Linked DNA regions of Macaca mulatta: region 1 is linked to region 2. Evidence: chromatin contacts called from public Hi-C data. All regions are on one chromosome and are shown on one strand. The core of a region is the stretch at or near the end of the contact, and the rest is flanking DNA. Distances in the headings are between cores, read along the strand shown. Region 1 overlaps BAIAP2 (BAR/IMD domain containing adaptor protein 2). Region 2 holds the start of LOC106994152.

The links. A called contact is a pair of places that touch in the nucleus more often than the background predicts.
Region 1: a contact with region 2 is called in a Hi-C map of cortical neurons, with 2.7 times the contacts expected there. The contact joins the enhancer-like site here to the promoter of LOC106994152 in region 2. A contact is called at or near these places in 3 of 14 Hi-C or Micro-C datasets (CD4 T cells, cortical neurons and fetal cortex germinal zone).

The regions. Positions count from the first base shown.
Region 1 is chr16:90,779,890-90,787,816 of T2T-MMU8v2.0, forward strand. The region is part of intron 8 of BAIAP2 (BAR/IMD domain containing adaptor protein 2); the gene reads left to right. Among named protein-coding and RNA genes, the nearest start is that of MIR338, 32 kb to the right of the region's middle. Within about 2 kb of position 4,977, at least 25 of the 40 cell types and tissues checked have an H3K27ac peak or open chromatin away from gene starts, as enhancers often do. A contact at or near this core is called in CD4 T cells, cortical neurons and fetal cortex germinal zone, where this site is marked.
Region 2 is chr16:90,724,852-90,731,677 of T2T-MMU8v2.0, forward strand. LOC106994152 reads right to left here and starts at 3,266. Exons shown (of 5, transcript XM_077971060.1): 1 at 3,149-3,266; 2 at 2,564-3,031. The coding sequence starts at 3,266. BAIAP2 (BAR/IMD domain containing adaptor protein 2) reads left to right here and starts at 3,159. Exons shown (of 17, transcript XM_077973294.1): 1 at 3,159-3,318; 2 at 4,888-4,905; 3 at 4,908-4,988. The coding sequence starts at 3,265.

The DNA.
Region 1 (7,927 bases), core at 3,727-6,226, 57 kb after region 2:
ATCTTCCTGGCCTCCCAGGGCGCCTCCTGGGAGATGTACGAAGCTGGCCTTTCTTCCCAGGTCCCAGGCGCCCTGCTGTGGCTCCCCAGCCCTGGCTGAGTGACCTCCTTTCTCCAGAACTTGCAGCTGCTCCTCCCCACTCACCAGAGGACCTGTGGGTGGCCCCAGGCTGGCCTGTCCCCACCCGGGCACAGCCTCAAGGCCCTGGTGTTAGGCTTAGGCTTGGATCCGGCTCTGTCCCTTAACGGGTCACGTGGCCACAGCAAGCACCAAAGCTTCTCTGAGCCTCAGTTTCCCTGTTTGTGAGGGGGAATGTCCTGCCTTTCTCCGTCTTCTGAGCACTGACAGGAAGGGCTGTGGACCTAGGACAAGCTGGTGTCGACCTTCTCACGGTGCCTGCGTAGGGAGCTCTCCTGGACCGACCTCTGCCTCTGTTCCTACCCATCTACCTGACCTTCCTCTGTTAATGGGAGATGGGGCTACAACTCTTAACCACACAGGTGTTTTATTTTTGTGATTTTTCCTCAGTCACCGAGTTCCTTTGGGAAGGGCTAGGTCTCGTATTTCTTCTGCATCCCGCTTGGTGCCACGCACAAACGGGTCATGCAGCAGATAGCTAGTAAGTGCTAAGTGGTTTCAAAACAACGTTTTGGGGTGGGAAGCAGAGGGAGCCACGGCCCAGTGTGCTTTCTGCTCCCTAGTGGCCTGGAAGCCCAGGAGGCCAGGCTGGGAGCCGTCAGCATGCCCGGCCCCACATCTGAGTTTGAAGGGGTGGGGGACTTGGTATGTGACTGTGCACACCCCCCACTGAGCTGCAGGGAGGCTGCTGCCACCATCCTGGGGTGAGTCCTGGGGTGAGTGCCGGGCTGCCTGGCTGGGATGTGCTGCCGGCCCCCCTGGGGTGTCTACTTTAGGGTGTAGCTGCTGGGGGCCCAGCCATTGCACGTCCTCTCCACTTCTGTAGAGCTGGGGAGCTGGGCTGGCTGGCCCCACCCACTTGTGCAGCCCTGCCCCTCCAGTGCCCTCCACCCTGCCCTCACTTGTGTGGACCCACCACTTGGAGCAGGAGGCCCTGCCCCTCCAGTGAGCCCTACCCCCCTTATGTGGCCCCACCCCCAAACACAGGCCTCCTAGCTGGGCCTCACTCCTGGCCTGCCTGTCAAGAGCTACTGTCCTGGGGCCTAGAATGTCAGCAAGGTCCTGGCGGTCACAGGGAAAGGGCCTGTTGGAGGCACTCTTGGGGGAGAAGCAGAGGTCCCTTCACTACTGGCCTCTCCATTCCTAAAGCGGTTGGTTGCTTTCCAGCTGTTCTGCAGACCAGCCCAGTAGCTGCACCCCACGCTGGGGGCAGCCCAGGGGTGTCTACCCAGAGAGTACGGCTCATGGTGCTGCCCTGGAGATCCTGCCTTGGTCCCTGGGCCCACCTGCACCCAGCTCTTCTAGCTGCCTCCAGTGTGTGCCCTGTGGGGTCACTGGCAACCGTAGCAGTTGTCCCCAGTCCTGAAGACCCTGGGAGAGGCAGATGTGCCCACACCACTGGGGTGTGGGGCAGGAGTCTGGCCCATTCGGGCTCCTGGGGCTGCCTTCTTGAGCAGACGGGGGGGCAGCTGGGCTGCTGGAAGTAGAAGTGACGCCGTGTAAGGGTGGCCTGAAGCCAGCGTCCAGCCAGGGGCGTGTGTAGCAGAGCAGAGGCCTCCGCGCGGTTCCCAAGCTGTCCCTGCCATAGAGGCCTTTCCCTTGGAGACTCTAGTGCCCCTGGGGAGGCCCTGCATGTCTGTCACCTGGTAGTCTAGAGCTGGCTGGGGCCTGGCTGGTGGTGCAGCCGAGTGGGCAGTGCGTGCAGGTGGAGGCTGTTTAGGGAGCTCCGAGGGCTGGACGGGTGCCCCCGTCCATGGAGGTCCCCCACCTCAGCTGCCGCTGATGAAGGGGGAGGTGGTGCTGGTGCCTGACTCTGGTCTTTGTGGGTGCAGCATGCTGTGTCGTCGTCAGATGTGGGTTCCCTCAGCGACCCAAGGGCTGGGTGTCTCGAAGTGATTGCTGGGGTCCCCGGTGGGCTCAGAAACCTGTCGCCAGCTGCACCCCACCTGAGCTGCGTGTGCGGAGCGCTGGGCTCCTGGGAGCTGTGAGGCTGCCGGGCAGCAAGGCTGGGCCCGTGGCACGTGTGAGGGGCAGCTTCATGCTCCAGGGTGCCCATGAGGCCGAGGCCGCCGATGCACACTGCCCTCTCCCACTGCCAGGCTCATCATGAGGCAGTGGCCGGGCCTGCCGCATGAGCTGAACCAGGGACACACCACACCAGGCCCTGGGGGCAGAGGTGGGGCTGCAGGGAGGGGCGGGCGGGAGGTCAGCCAGGCCCTGCCCCAGAGAGGCAGGTAGAGTGGGTTTCTCTGTCTGCCTGCCAGGGTGCCCTCGAGTGGGGCTGGGCCGGGGAGCCTCCCGTGTTCAAGAACTGCGTGTAATTGAGATGGTGTTTTGGGATTTCCATGAAAGGAAGTAATTGCAGTTATAGGTCAGGGCACCGGAGTCAGGAAGCATTTGGGACGTTTGTTAACTAGGACAGGAGAGCTTATGTAAGGGGGTATGTACAGCCTGCTGGGCCAGCGGTGCCCTCACTCCCGGGTACTGTGGTCATTGCCACGTTTGCTGGACCAGGTGCTGATAGATGTGCCCATCCGTGTGGAGGGGACGGTCTCCATAGCACATGGGACACGGTGGACACGCTGGGGCAGAGGACACCTTCTCTGTGATTTATCAGTGCGTCTGCGGGGCGGGGTCACAGCTTGGTCCAGCTCCTCCTCCTCAGAACAGAGGGGTGTGGCCATCTCCACAGGGCCCGGAATGGGGCCCAGAGCAGAGCCCAGCCTGTGCCCACCCCTCAGGGGCATGGAGCAGGGCACGGGGGACACATCCACATGCCCCATCCTGCAGCTGGAGCTCAGGGTGGGAGGGGAGTGGCCCACCTACTCCCTGGGCTGGGCTGTGGGCACAAGGACCTGAGTGTGGGGAGGAGAGCCCCCGCCCACTGGATGCAACTTGTCCTTCCTGACCCGTGTGCACTGAGGGTGGGGCAGACCCAAGTAGTGTTGGGGCCTCAAAAGTCAGTGCTTGTGCTGGGAGTGGTGTGGGGCAGGCCAGGCCCCTGCTCAGAATCGCGCTGGGCATGGGCTCGACCCGCTGGCCCTGGGATGACCCTGCTCAGCCAGCTCTGGAGGCTTCCTCAGCAGCCTGAAGCTCCTGCTGCAGAGGAGGGCAGCGCTGCCCTGCCCACTCACCGCCTCCTGGGACTTTTCTGGGCAGAGATGCCCGGGGCTACAAGGAGAGCCAGGGTTTCTGCTGGGTCACCTTCCCCTGTTCCCTTTCTGCGATGATGGGGGAGGAGGCAGGTGAGACAGGTGCAGCCCTCGCTGGCCAGTCGTGAGTGAGGAGGGAGAGATGGCCCCGTGTTCTTGGGGATGCTGCCTTCCAGAGACCATGGGGGCTCCAGAGCACCCGCAGGATCATCCTGAGGGTCCTGGGAAGCGGCACTGGCGCTCTGCTCGCTGTAATGCAGGGGGCCAGTGGGGGGCATTGGTGCCCCCAGGATCCTCCTCCGGTGCCCCGTCTCTGGGTGTGCCAGGCCATAGCCTGGATTGAGGTCTGAGAAAGGGGAGAGATGCGTGCTATTTAAAGGGGTGTATAATTAACACAGCAGAGACAAAGCACCCTCGTTCAGATCTTCAGAGACGATAATAGCAGGGCCAGCGATCGCCAGCGTGGAGTCTGGCGATGTGCAGGGGGGTGAAGCCCGTCCTCGTTTTAGCAAAGCTCTTCAGAGCTAAAGGCTGTTTGTGGCCAGGCCCCCCGTGAGGACAGCCGTGTAGCCGTGTTTCTCTGGAGTAACATCACTGAGGGGCCTTACCAGGAAAAGTGGGCGTGAGGAGCCAGCAGCCATGGAGCCCTCTCAGGGCTTCTACACCCGCAGCTGACGCGGAGACCCTCAGTGTCCCCGGGGCCAGGGCAGCCAGGGGTCGAGCAGTCCGCTTCCCCAAGCCTCAGGGCTGGGCCACTCGGGCATCTTAGCCCCCACTTCTCCTGCATCTTGCCACCCTTTGCTGGGTCTTGGGGACAGCTTGGTCTGTGGTCCTCCAGCCCGTTTGTGTGTCCAGCCCACCCGTGTGGACATCAGCAGCCTGCTCTCTCCTGTGCCCATGGGCATGTGCTCACCAGACTGTCCATCCCAATAGCAAGCTATGGGTCTGTTGGGACCTGTTGTTCCTGGGCACCCTTTGCCAATCTGCTGAAAGCTCTGGGCCTTTTTCCCAGGAAAATGGGGACCCTCAGGGCTCATGGATCCCTGATCCTGTCAAAGAGCTCCCTTCCTGAGGATCTTCCTGTAATGCCTTCCCCGGGGAGTGGAATAACCAGCTTTTCCACCTGCCACCAGGGCCGGAGGGTGCGGCTCACCCTCTGCTCAGCCCAGCCCGGGCCTTGCTCAGAGCACATGTGTTCAACGTGAGATTTGAGGGCCCTCCCGTCTCCTGAACCACCTGCCATGGCTGCCCTCCCTCCTCTGTCTGGGTACTGTGCCTGTCAGCCCGGGAGGCCTGGTCAGCGGGTTTTGAAGCAGCCACTGGCTGCAGCCAGCAGGTGGCCAGTGACCACGTGCTACTTGAGGCAGCTGATTCTCACCCCACACACCACAGCTGACCGGTCTGCTGCCGCATCCTTTCGAGTAAGTGTTGCCCATGGTGACAGCTGAAGGCCAAGAATTACGTTCTCATTCATACGCTACAGGGGACCTGGGGGGCCGCATGCGATTTTTAAGGAACGTGGGAAAGCTGCAGCAGCCGTGGCGGGTGAGGTAAACCAAAGCCGCCTTGGTTTTTTCCGGAACGCCCCTCCCCCACTCTGAGTCACCGCATGCTGTGGAGAGATGAGATGTGTTCTGATCACTTTTGTCTTCTCTGATCACGGGGCCGTTCAGCCCAGGGTGACTAAGTGGGAGCGTTCTGTGGGTCTTAAATGCTTTCAGCTGGGTGTTTCCATAGTGCTGTTGCCATGGCACCCAGCTAAGCACGCAGCTGGTGGCTCAGCGGCGGGCAGGGGCTGAAGGGGGCCGGCCACTGGGACCGCCTGTCCATGGGGCAGGCTCAGGGCCGTTGTAAATGGCCGGCCGCCAGGTTGGAGGTGCAGACCAGGCCGTGCTCTGTCCTCTGCACTTTCCACCCAGCTCGGACGTGCCCCATGCAGGGCATCCCCGTCCAGCAGCAGGTCAGAATTGGTCGGGCCCTGCAGCGCTGACCGCCACCTCCCCTCCTCCCCTCCTCCCCTCCTCCCCTCCTCCCCTCCTCCCCTCCTCCCCTCCTCCCCTCCTCCCCTCTTCTCCTCCCCTCCTCCCCTCCTCCCCTCCTCCCCTCCTCCCCTCCTCCCCTCCCCATCCCCGCACCGGCCCCTTGTGTGGTGAAGCTTCTGCCTGGCCTAGATTTCCAGGATCTGCCCTGCACAGTCGTGGTCTCTATGAGGAGTTAGTGTTCTGGAAAAGGAGGTGAGGAGAGGCGGCTGTCATTCCTAGACAGAGTGGCAGCCGCGTGTCACGCACTAACTCAGGCTCCGCCATGGCCGGATGCTCATATGGGGGCTCTGAGGCAGGAGGTGTCGGCTCCCTCCGTCCCCCGGGGGCTGGCCATCCCTGCTTACAGCTCTGGGAACATCTCTCTTCTCTGTCCCCAGGGTTTGGAGGGGCCCCGCTGGAGCACCATGCAGCCGTACTTTGTCTCTCCCCCAACTTCCCCTGGGTTTCTGTTGAAATCTGTGTGCCACTCCCAGCCATTTACGGGGCTCCTTTGAGTAAGTGGAAGCCTTAAAAATAAAACACCAACTCCCTACCCAGCCAGGGAGGCTGCCAGACCCTGCTAATGAGGCCAGTACCCCTCGCTGTACTCTCCCCCGGGGGACCGAGCACGAGCGTGAGAAAGTACTGTAGCCTAAAAACCCAGAAACCGCCTGTAGGGTGGGCAGCCGTACCGGCTCCAGGGGCCTTGGTTTGGAAGGTGACGTTCTCAGGGTGAGGAGACCCTAGGGGCCCTGCGGCCTAGTTTATGCTGCTGTCCTGGGGTGACCGCTTCAAGCAGCACCTTCACTTCCCCCGAGTCCCGTTTGGACGGCAACCTGCGTGGAGGCCGTGGCTCTGGGCAGACCCCCTGGCCTGCCTTTTCTCAGTGCCTCAGTTTCTTTTGCCAGGCGTCGGATCTCCTGCTGAGCGCTCTCTGGCCCTGAGCTCTCTGCCCACCATGCCCTCTGGGCCAGCCACTGCTAGAAAAGCCCCCAGGGAGGGTACAGAATCCTCATGATGGGGTGTGTTGGGGGTTTCTCCATGGAACCTCACATTCCTGAGGCTGCCCCACTTAAGGGGTTCTGGGCACCGAATAGCTCCTCTGTGCACTCTTGTGCATGAGGTCGGGGTCCAAGGCAGGCATCCCCATCACAGGCCACTCAGAGCCTGGAGGCGCACCCCAGCATCCCTGGCAGCTCCCTGGGGGAGGAGTGGGCAGGACCCTGCAGGCGGCCTGGGAACAGGCCTGGGTGTTGCTCTGAGTGATGTTGCAGGGGCATGGGCGGGTACTCATCTCCAGGCCCCTCATTGTGCACAAGCCCACCTGTTTCTTGGAGCGAGCCCTGCCCACCCAGTCCCTTTGATCCTGAAGGTCGGGAAAGGAGTCCAGCAGCCAGGCTGGAGCACAGCGGGCTCAGGTGTCCTCCTCCATAGCTGCAGCATGTGGCATCCTGGCCACGGCCACCATGCCCTCCCCAGGCCCCAGGGTACCCCCGAATCAGGCTGTCCCACTCCACCCCTTCCTGGAGAAGGAGTTTCAGAGGTCACTGGAGGTTCCTGGGAGCAAGAGCAGGAAGCCCTGGTGGGTGCGTGTTGCGTAACCAGAGGAAGAGAACTTCGTGCTCCAGCTGCGGAGGTGGAAGAGGAGGAGGAGGAGGAGGAGGAGGAGAAGGAGGAGGAGGAGAAGGAGAAGGAGGAGGAGGAGAAGGAGGTGGAGGAGAAAGAGGAGAAAAAGGAGAAAGTGGCGGGGGAGGCAGCGGCAGCGGCAGTGGGGGTGGCAGCAGAGGCCTCAGCGTGGAGCAGAGCTGGCTGGAAAGTCTGCTTAAGGCTGCCTTGCAGGGCCTCTCGCCTGTGATCAAACTTCTCGTTTCCCAAACGCCATCCCAGGTCCCATTTAGATGACCCTGTGGCCAGGCCCTGCAGCACCTCTGGGGGGTTAGGGCCTGTTGAGGGTAGCAGTAGCAAGCCCACTGTTTGGAGGGGCAGGTGGGGTTTAGTGTGGGAAAGCAAGGTGAGCTGCAAGGGCAGGGGAGCCCTGGGCTCCGTGTTGGGGGATGTGGCTGGGCAGGCTCTAGCCTTGGGGACAGCACGGTCTGCTCATACTGGCCAGCAGGCAGAGCCAGTGCCCGGTGGTAGCGCTGGGACCGACCCACACCCCTCCAGGCTGATTCTCACCCCTGTAGTGGAGGCTTGCGGGGGTAGGCAGCGAGGGAACAGGCTGCTCCGCTCCCCTCCCCGCCACCCACCTGGGCCGGCGCTGCCCACCCATGCTGAGTCAGAGCTGTGGGCGGGGCGGCCGTGAGGCTGAGTCAGGCGGGGGAGGCCGCCCCCTTGCGGAGGCCAAATCTTCTTAGGAGCCGATTCTGAACTGGCCACTCTTTGACGGGTGATCCGGTGGACGGGGGGGTCTGTGTCTTGCTGTGGAGGGTCTGCCTCAGGCCGGTAGGGGCTCAGCCCAGGGCAGGTAGGCACAGGAGGAGAGGCGAGACAGAGGAGAGCTGGAAAGAGCTTTCTGGCAGAGGAGAAGCTGGTTCCCTGCTGAAGCAGCTGGGATCCTGCGGCCACCCGGGAGGGATCTGGGTGTCTCCCTGGGGACAGGGTCTGTGCCTGGTGTGC
Region 2 (6,826 bases), core at 2,016-4,515:
TGGGTACTGGCTCCGTCTGCCTCCTTCTCAGTGACTCTGGATGAGCTGCTCATTTACAGAAACCTGCTCCCACCCCCACCCCCCAGTCTGGATTTGCGAAACCTACCCCACCCCACCCCCAGTGCGGGAAGAAGGTGACCCTGGTCTGGGTGGGGACAGAGCATCTGGGAGGGGGTGGTGGCTGGCAGTCTCGGCGGCTGGCGACACCTCTTCCGCTCTTCCTTCCTGGGAGGAGGCGGGCAGGGCGAAGCCTCCCCGCTCAGTCCATGGGATGAGTTCGGGACGTCTCGTAGAGGCGTGGGTGAGATCCCAGGTCTGGGCCACAGTTTCTAGCCACGCTCCCCAACCTTCAGGCAAGCAGTCAGGTTCCACAGCTACCCCACCACACTCTCAGAGTCGAGGGGAACAGGAAGAGGCGGTGGTCTGTGAACACCTCCAAAATAAAATGCGTCGGGACAAGAGTGCCCTCCTAACTCCACCTGGAGCTGGCGTCAGGGCGATCTCTGGATGCCCAGCCCATAAGCCTGGCCTGTCTCTTCCTGGAACCTTTGTTACTCAACCCCCCAGCCCCCTACACCCTTTAGAAAGGCTTCCGCATCAGTGCAAAAGGCCTCACAGGACGCTGGTGAAGGCAAGCACGGAGTGCCCGGGGAACATCCTCGGTGGAGACCTTCCTGGAGACCACTGGTGCAGGGCAGATGCCAGGCGGGCACCGAGTTCCTTGCCCTTATTCTCCATTCCTACGTATGAGGACCTCACCACGTCCTGCTCTGCGCCTGTCATCAGCTGCGGTGCGTCTTCTCAGGCGCTGAGCTGGTCACCTCCATGTATGGCAGGTGTTCTGATAACCCTCTTCTCAGGGAAGGCCTCCGGCCCGCATTCAGCCGCTTGCCCAGCTGCCAGGTGGAGGGAGCAGGCCCAGGCACTGAGACTGCTGAGCCACTGGCCACCTGGAAAGCAGGCTGGGCTCTGAGTCGGTCACCGAATGTGAACGTGACTATCCCCTTGGACAGGAGTAGCGCGATGATGAGCAGGCCTGCCCAGGAAGTAACGCTGGGAGCTTCTAGAAGTTGGAGCGGGACCCAGGACCGTGGGAGCTTTTCCGGAGGGGCCTACCTCTGCTGTGTTGCAGCTGATAGGAGCAGCAGGGCCTGGAGAAGAACTGTCCCCAGGCTGACTCCCCTCTTGGAGTGAGGAGACCTCCCGTGTTTGCCTGCCAGCCTCCATCTGTCATCTTGGTTCCAGCCATTCAACTTTCCTCCAGGCAAGCAGGGCTGCTCTACCCCCACCTGCTCCGTGTTGGCCCCAGACCCAGTTCAGGCCAGTGGACGTCAGTTCTAGGGCTGCGTGTGAGGTCGGTGGGTGCAGAGAGCACAGCAGGAAGCTGGCCTAGACAGAAGGGGGTCAGGGTCAGTGGAGATGCTCTTACCTTCAGGTAAATTTGTTAGGGCCAGTTTGAGCGAGCTTTCTGTCATTTGCCACCAAAAGAATCCTAGAAAATAAATATACAGGGATCTTCCCCCAAACACTGGAGACAATAAAGAAAAAGGAAGCAGCCAGGGCCAGAGCTGGAAGGAAATTCAGCTGGAGGAGAGGAGGCGCGGGGCTGTGGTGGGAGGGAGGCAACGCTTCCTGAATCTTACTTCCCTGGTCTTTCCATCCGCATGAGCCCGTGCACTAGCCCCTGCCGATGTCTGGGGGTCTGCCGGCCAGCCAACATAGCTGGGTCTCCCCCAGGGGCCTGACTCGTTGAAGGAATGAATGAGTGACTGATTTTCCAGGGATGGGAGGCTGGGAGAGTGTGAGGTTTCATTAAAGGGAAGCGCTCAGATCTGGTGTTTTACATGTAAAGCAAATAATTCCTCTACGTTAGCCTAATTTATGTAAATATTTCTCCAAAGGAATTGTACTGGGAGACCTACGTGCTAACTCGGCCAGCTTCCCCCGCAGAATCTCCCCTTGGGACGAACCTTAAGCAGGACCCTTCCTAAAAACTGGAGGCGGCTCCGACTCCCCTATTCCTCCTACGAGGTTCCGCCACCCCCCAGGGTTTTCCACCTCCAGAGAGTCCTCCGGGGCCCCCGTTTCCTACTGCCCTCGACCCTGCCTTCCCCAGAGACCCCTTCCCCCAAGTAAACTGCCTCCAACGAGAATCTTCTGCCAGCACGAGGGTCCTCCCCTTCCCTAAGGGTCGCCCTGTCCCGAGGACTTCCAATGGGAAACTCCCTTATCCCCTCTCCAGATCCTCCTTCCCACGGCCCTCCCCTAAGATCCTCTTCCCCAACCCTCCTCCCCTAGAGTCCTCCCCTCTCCAGAATCCCAGGCCCAAGTCCCCAAGCGCTGTCTGCCTGTCTAGGGTCCTCCCCAGAGTTCACCTTCTGCAGGATCCTCCCTCCAACTCCTCTCCTCATGATGCTCCCCCGAAATCCTGCTTCTCCAAGTCGTCCTCCACTCCAGGGCCGAGCTCTCTCCAGGGTCCTCCTGCAGCACCCCCCTCCCCTAGGGTTCTCCTCTCTGCCCCGAAAGGCCGGCCGGGGGGTCGCCGCCCGCCCGGCGGGCTTACCGGCGAAGCGGTGGGGTCGGGGCCTCTCCCACCTGTAAACCCGGCCCGCGGCGTCCTGCGTCCGAGCCGCTCGGGTCCCCTCCCCGCAGCGCCAGGCCGTGACCCGGCGGGCCAGCCGCCCGCCCCGAAGTGCCACTTCGCGAAGTGCCGCCTCCACGCGCGCTCGCCGCCGGCGCCCCCCGCTCTCCTCCCCGCACCTTCTGCTCCTTCTTCCTGCGCCACCCCGCCCCCGCTTCCCCGCCCCCAGCCCGGCTGTTGCCGGGCCCCCCTCAGGCTGCTCCCTGGGCCCCAGCGCGCGCCGCACCTCCCCCTTCTCCCCCAGGATCGACGCCGCCACCGACCAATCGCTGCCTGGAGTCGGCCACCAGGCCCCGCCTGCGATCCCGCCCCCCTCCCCCGTCTCCGGAACCCACCAATGGAAAGGGCGGTGCGGGGGCGGGGCCTGGTGGTTGCCTAGCAGCGGCAGCGCTGGGCGGGGGCGGGTAGTCGGGGGCGGTGATGCGGGAGCGACGGGGGCGGGACGCAGGGGCGGGGACTGCCGCAGGGCGGGGCCTCAGGCGGCTATAAAAGTGGCCGCCGCCGGACAACGGGCTCTGTGGTTCGGGTAAGCTTTCCTCTTCGTGTTGCTGCTTCTGCTGCTGCTGCCGCCGCCGCCGCTCGCGCCCCCGCTCCGGTCTGTGGTGCCGCCGGGACCCAGGACCATGTCGCTGACTCGCTCAGAGGAGATGCACCGGCTCACGGAAAATGTCTACAAGGTGAGCCCCGCCGGCGCCAAGCTGAGCCTACTCCGGGTGCGCCCGGGTCCCGCGCCGCCCGCGCGCCCAAGCCCGACCGACCAGGGCGGCCCTGGGGCCGCGCGCGGGGCCAGGAGGCTAGGACTTCGGGGGTCTTCCCGGCGCAGCCACCCAGGCCCCGGGCTGCGGGGGTGGTGAGCCCGGCGCCGGCAGCTCACGGGTGGTCGCCCCCTCCCGGCCGCCCCCACCCCATGCCCGCCGCGGCCTGGCCCGTCCCCAGGCCCAGGGAGCACTCCCCGCCCCGACGGCCCTTCTCGGCCCCGCGCTCCTCTCCGCGCGCCTGACTTGGCGTCGGCAGGAACGGAGCCGCGCTCCGGGCCCCGGGAGCCCTCGGACCTGTCCGGGTCGTAGCACACCCGGGCGGGGCCGGGGCGGCGGGGGCGGCGGGGGCGGCGGGCCCAGGGGCTGCGGCGCCGGGACGGCGTGGGGGCTGCCTGAAGGCCGCGGCTGGCGCGCTGGCACCGTGGGGCTTTTCCAGGCGCGGTTGCGCGAGCCTCGGGCACTTCCTTCTCAACAGGCTTTCCCTTTCCACAACTCCTGCCCGGCGCCGATGCTGGGGTCTAAGGTGGGAGGTCGAAGCGCGGGCAGGCTGGATGGGTGGACGGATAATTCATCATCTTATGTAACCGCGGAGAGAGAAGACTAATTGTGTAGGAGGCTGACGTGCCTACCTTTGCTTCAGATGTGTTAAGAGTGGCGTCCACGTTCTCGTCTGTGAAATGACAGGTTCACATTCGAGGGGCGCAGAGCATCGCTGGAAGCCTCCGCTGCCGCCCCCTCCCCGGTCGTTTCTGTGGCTGGGATAGACAAACAGGGCCTTGATTTCCTCTTTCTTCAGCATCCATTCTCGGTCCGGACCCCCACGCCTGAGCCCAGCAGCTCCCGAGGGGCAGTTTCTCAGAGGAGAAACCCCTGCCCTGGGTGGCCCTGGGTCCTAGGCGATCTCTTACAACAAAGATGTGCTTTGTTCCAAAACTGTCTGAAGGTTCAGTGACAGGCTGGGCTTTGAGTGGAGTGGGTATTTACCCGGCAGTTGCTGGTTCATGCCTCCTAACCGGATTGCGCCCTGCCCGGCAGAGTAACAGTTTCTGATTGTGTTAGGCAGCCAAGGCGTGCCTGGCCGGGGGGCCTGCAAAGCGCTCTTAGCCCTCAGGCTTCGGAGAGCCAGATGGAGGCTTCTGGGGTGGCCCCTCTGGTTCCAGCTGGAGTGCAGGGGGCAGATTGCATTTGAATACAGCTTTCAATAAAGCTTGTGAAGTTGGGGCCACGTCCGTCTGGAAGGATTCTGAAGGCGGGTGCCGTCGACTAGATGAGTCCTAAAGCCATGTCGGAGCCCCTGGTACACAGGATTCAGGGTGACCTGAGGAGTCGGCTTGGGAAAGGCACAGGCCCTGCGGTTAGGTTTGGTTTCACAGAGTCTGTGGCATACGGTTCTGGTCTTGTTGCTCTGTGGAAGCACACGCCGTCAAGGGAGGGAGGTTTATTAAATTATTAGTCATTAGTTCCATTACGACTTGTTCGTGATTGCAGAGGGTGGAAGAGAAGTACCACGGCGGAATCTTTTTCCTATTTTCTCTGCTTCTGCACTGAAACCAGAAAGCAGGAACTTTCGTGGTGAGACTTGTGGCGGGGTGGGGGGTACGTGGAGTGGTTTTGCTCTGGGGGACCGACCCCGTGATCGTCCTTAATAAAACTCTCCTAACTGGTAGTCGGCCTTCACCTAGATGGAGCTGTAATTTATCTGCGGGTCTGAGTGAAATCTGTTGGCAGGAGGGTGGCAGGAAAACTCTTTAAGACTGAGTGTTTGGGGACTTTGAGCCCCTGTGGACGCAGACTAGCAGGTCCGGAGCACGTGAAACACACAGGTTCTGCCTTTCGTCTTCCACGGGTGGGTTAATTGGTGATTTTCTCAAGTGAAGATGTGGCGGTTGATGATTTGATTTGGCAGGGCTGGGCGCGGTAGGCTCGAGGTGTCTGAAGGGCCGATCCACTTTGGAAAGGCTCTGCCCTGGCGACAGGCTTGCACGGCTGCTGCACGCGGGCGGGGCTGGTTTTGTAGATAGGTGGCTCCGGCTGCCACTCTGGGTGCCTGACTGCTGAGTCTTTGAGTCCTGGTGCTGTTACCTTTTTGTGCTTTGTCACTGGGGATCTCAAGGTGCCTTGGTAGTGCCGGTACTGGTTGGGCAGCCTTGGCAGTGTCGGCCAGGCAGAAACTCAGCCCACATGGAGACACAGTAGGAGACCGCTGAAGCCACCGGTGTGCACGCCTGGGCCGGTCCAGCCGGTCCAGGCAGTGCTAAGCTCCGTCGTCTCCTGGGACGGGGCTGCCTCTGGCGTCCCTTCCCGGGGCCGCTCCTGTGCCTGGGTTGGCGGCTTGCAGAGCCCTGGCAGTGCCTCTTGGAATGGCTGGGCTGTGGCCTGCTCAGTGTCACCCGTGATGCGGCTCAGCTGTTTGGTTTGGCCCTTGCATCGCCTCAACTGCAGTTCTGAGTGGTGTTTGCCTTGGCAAAGGAGGACGCTTGTCCTTGGCCTTGCTGATTAAAAATGTGAGAATAAAAAGTGCAGTTTTGATTTTCTTCCCTGTAAGAATCTGTAACGCAGACTTTGACCTCTTTTCTGGTGGCTCCATTCCCTTGGGAACTGTGTCCTCGGGGAATTTCATGGAAAATGACGGGGAGGGGAGCAGAACGCTTGCCAGTGTTTGCAGAGAACACAATCTCAGAGCTTCTGGGGGCAGCACCTGGGCTGGGCCCTGCAGGGGTTGGGAGGGCGAGACGAGGAAGACCCCTTAGGAGCCCGGGCCGGGCCCTCGCTCAGGCAGCCCTGGGTAATGGCCCAGATGGAGGGATGCAGTGCTGGAATCTGCCTCCCCAGATGACTGAGTGGCCTTTGGTATTAAGGCTACTGAAACTGCAGCCCTCTTGGGGGAGCCCCGAGCATCCCTGCGTGCTGAGGGGCTGGCTCCCTGGCTGGCTGTGGCTCCCGGAGTGCCAGGCGACTGCCAGGTGGGTGCTTTCTTCACGGTCTTGTGTCCGCAGAGACGCCCTGGCTCCCAGGTGACCCATGCATGACCTGGAGTGTGGCAGCTCCAGCACCTTCTCTGGGAATAGTGCCATTGACCCACAGCCTGTCCTAGAACATGTGCGGTGGGAGAGCATCCAGGGAGGAGGAGGAGTCCCTGTTACAGCCGTGGCCGCGGCCTTCGTGGTGCCGAGGCTCCTGGCCCTGGCTGGTCACTCTCGCAGCTGGTGGGGAAGCCAGCCTGGCAGGGCCGCGGTCATGCTTCGAGGAGACGGGTGCCACAGGGTTGCTGGAGCCAGGAGCCAGTTGGGTTTGCCGCCTCTGGTGTGATTGGTAAGGGCTTGTGCCAGGTGGTGGGTGTCACATGCTGGGTGGCGGGGAGCCCACTGCCGGCTTTTCTGCTCCAGGCCCGGCTGCTCCTCTCTGCTACATCCAGCTTCTTCGTGGG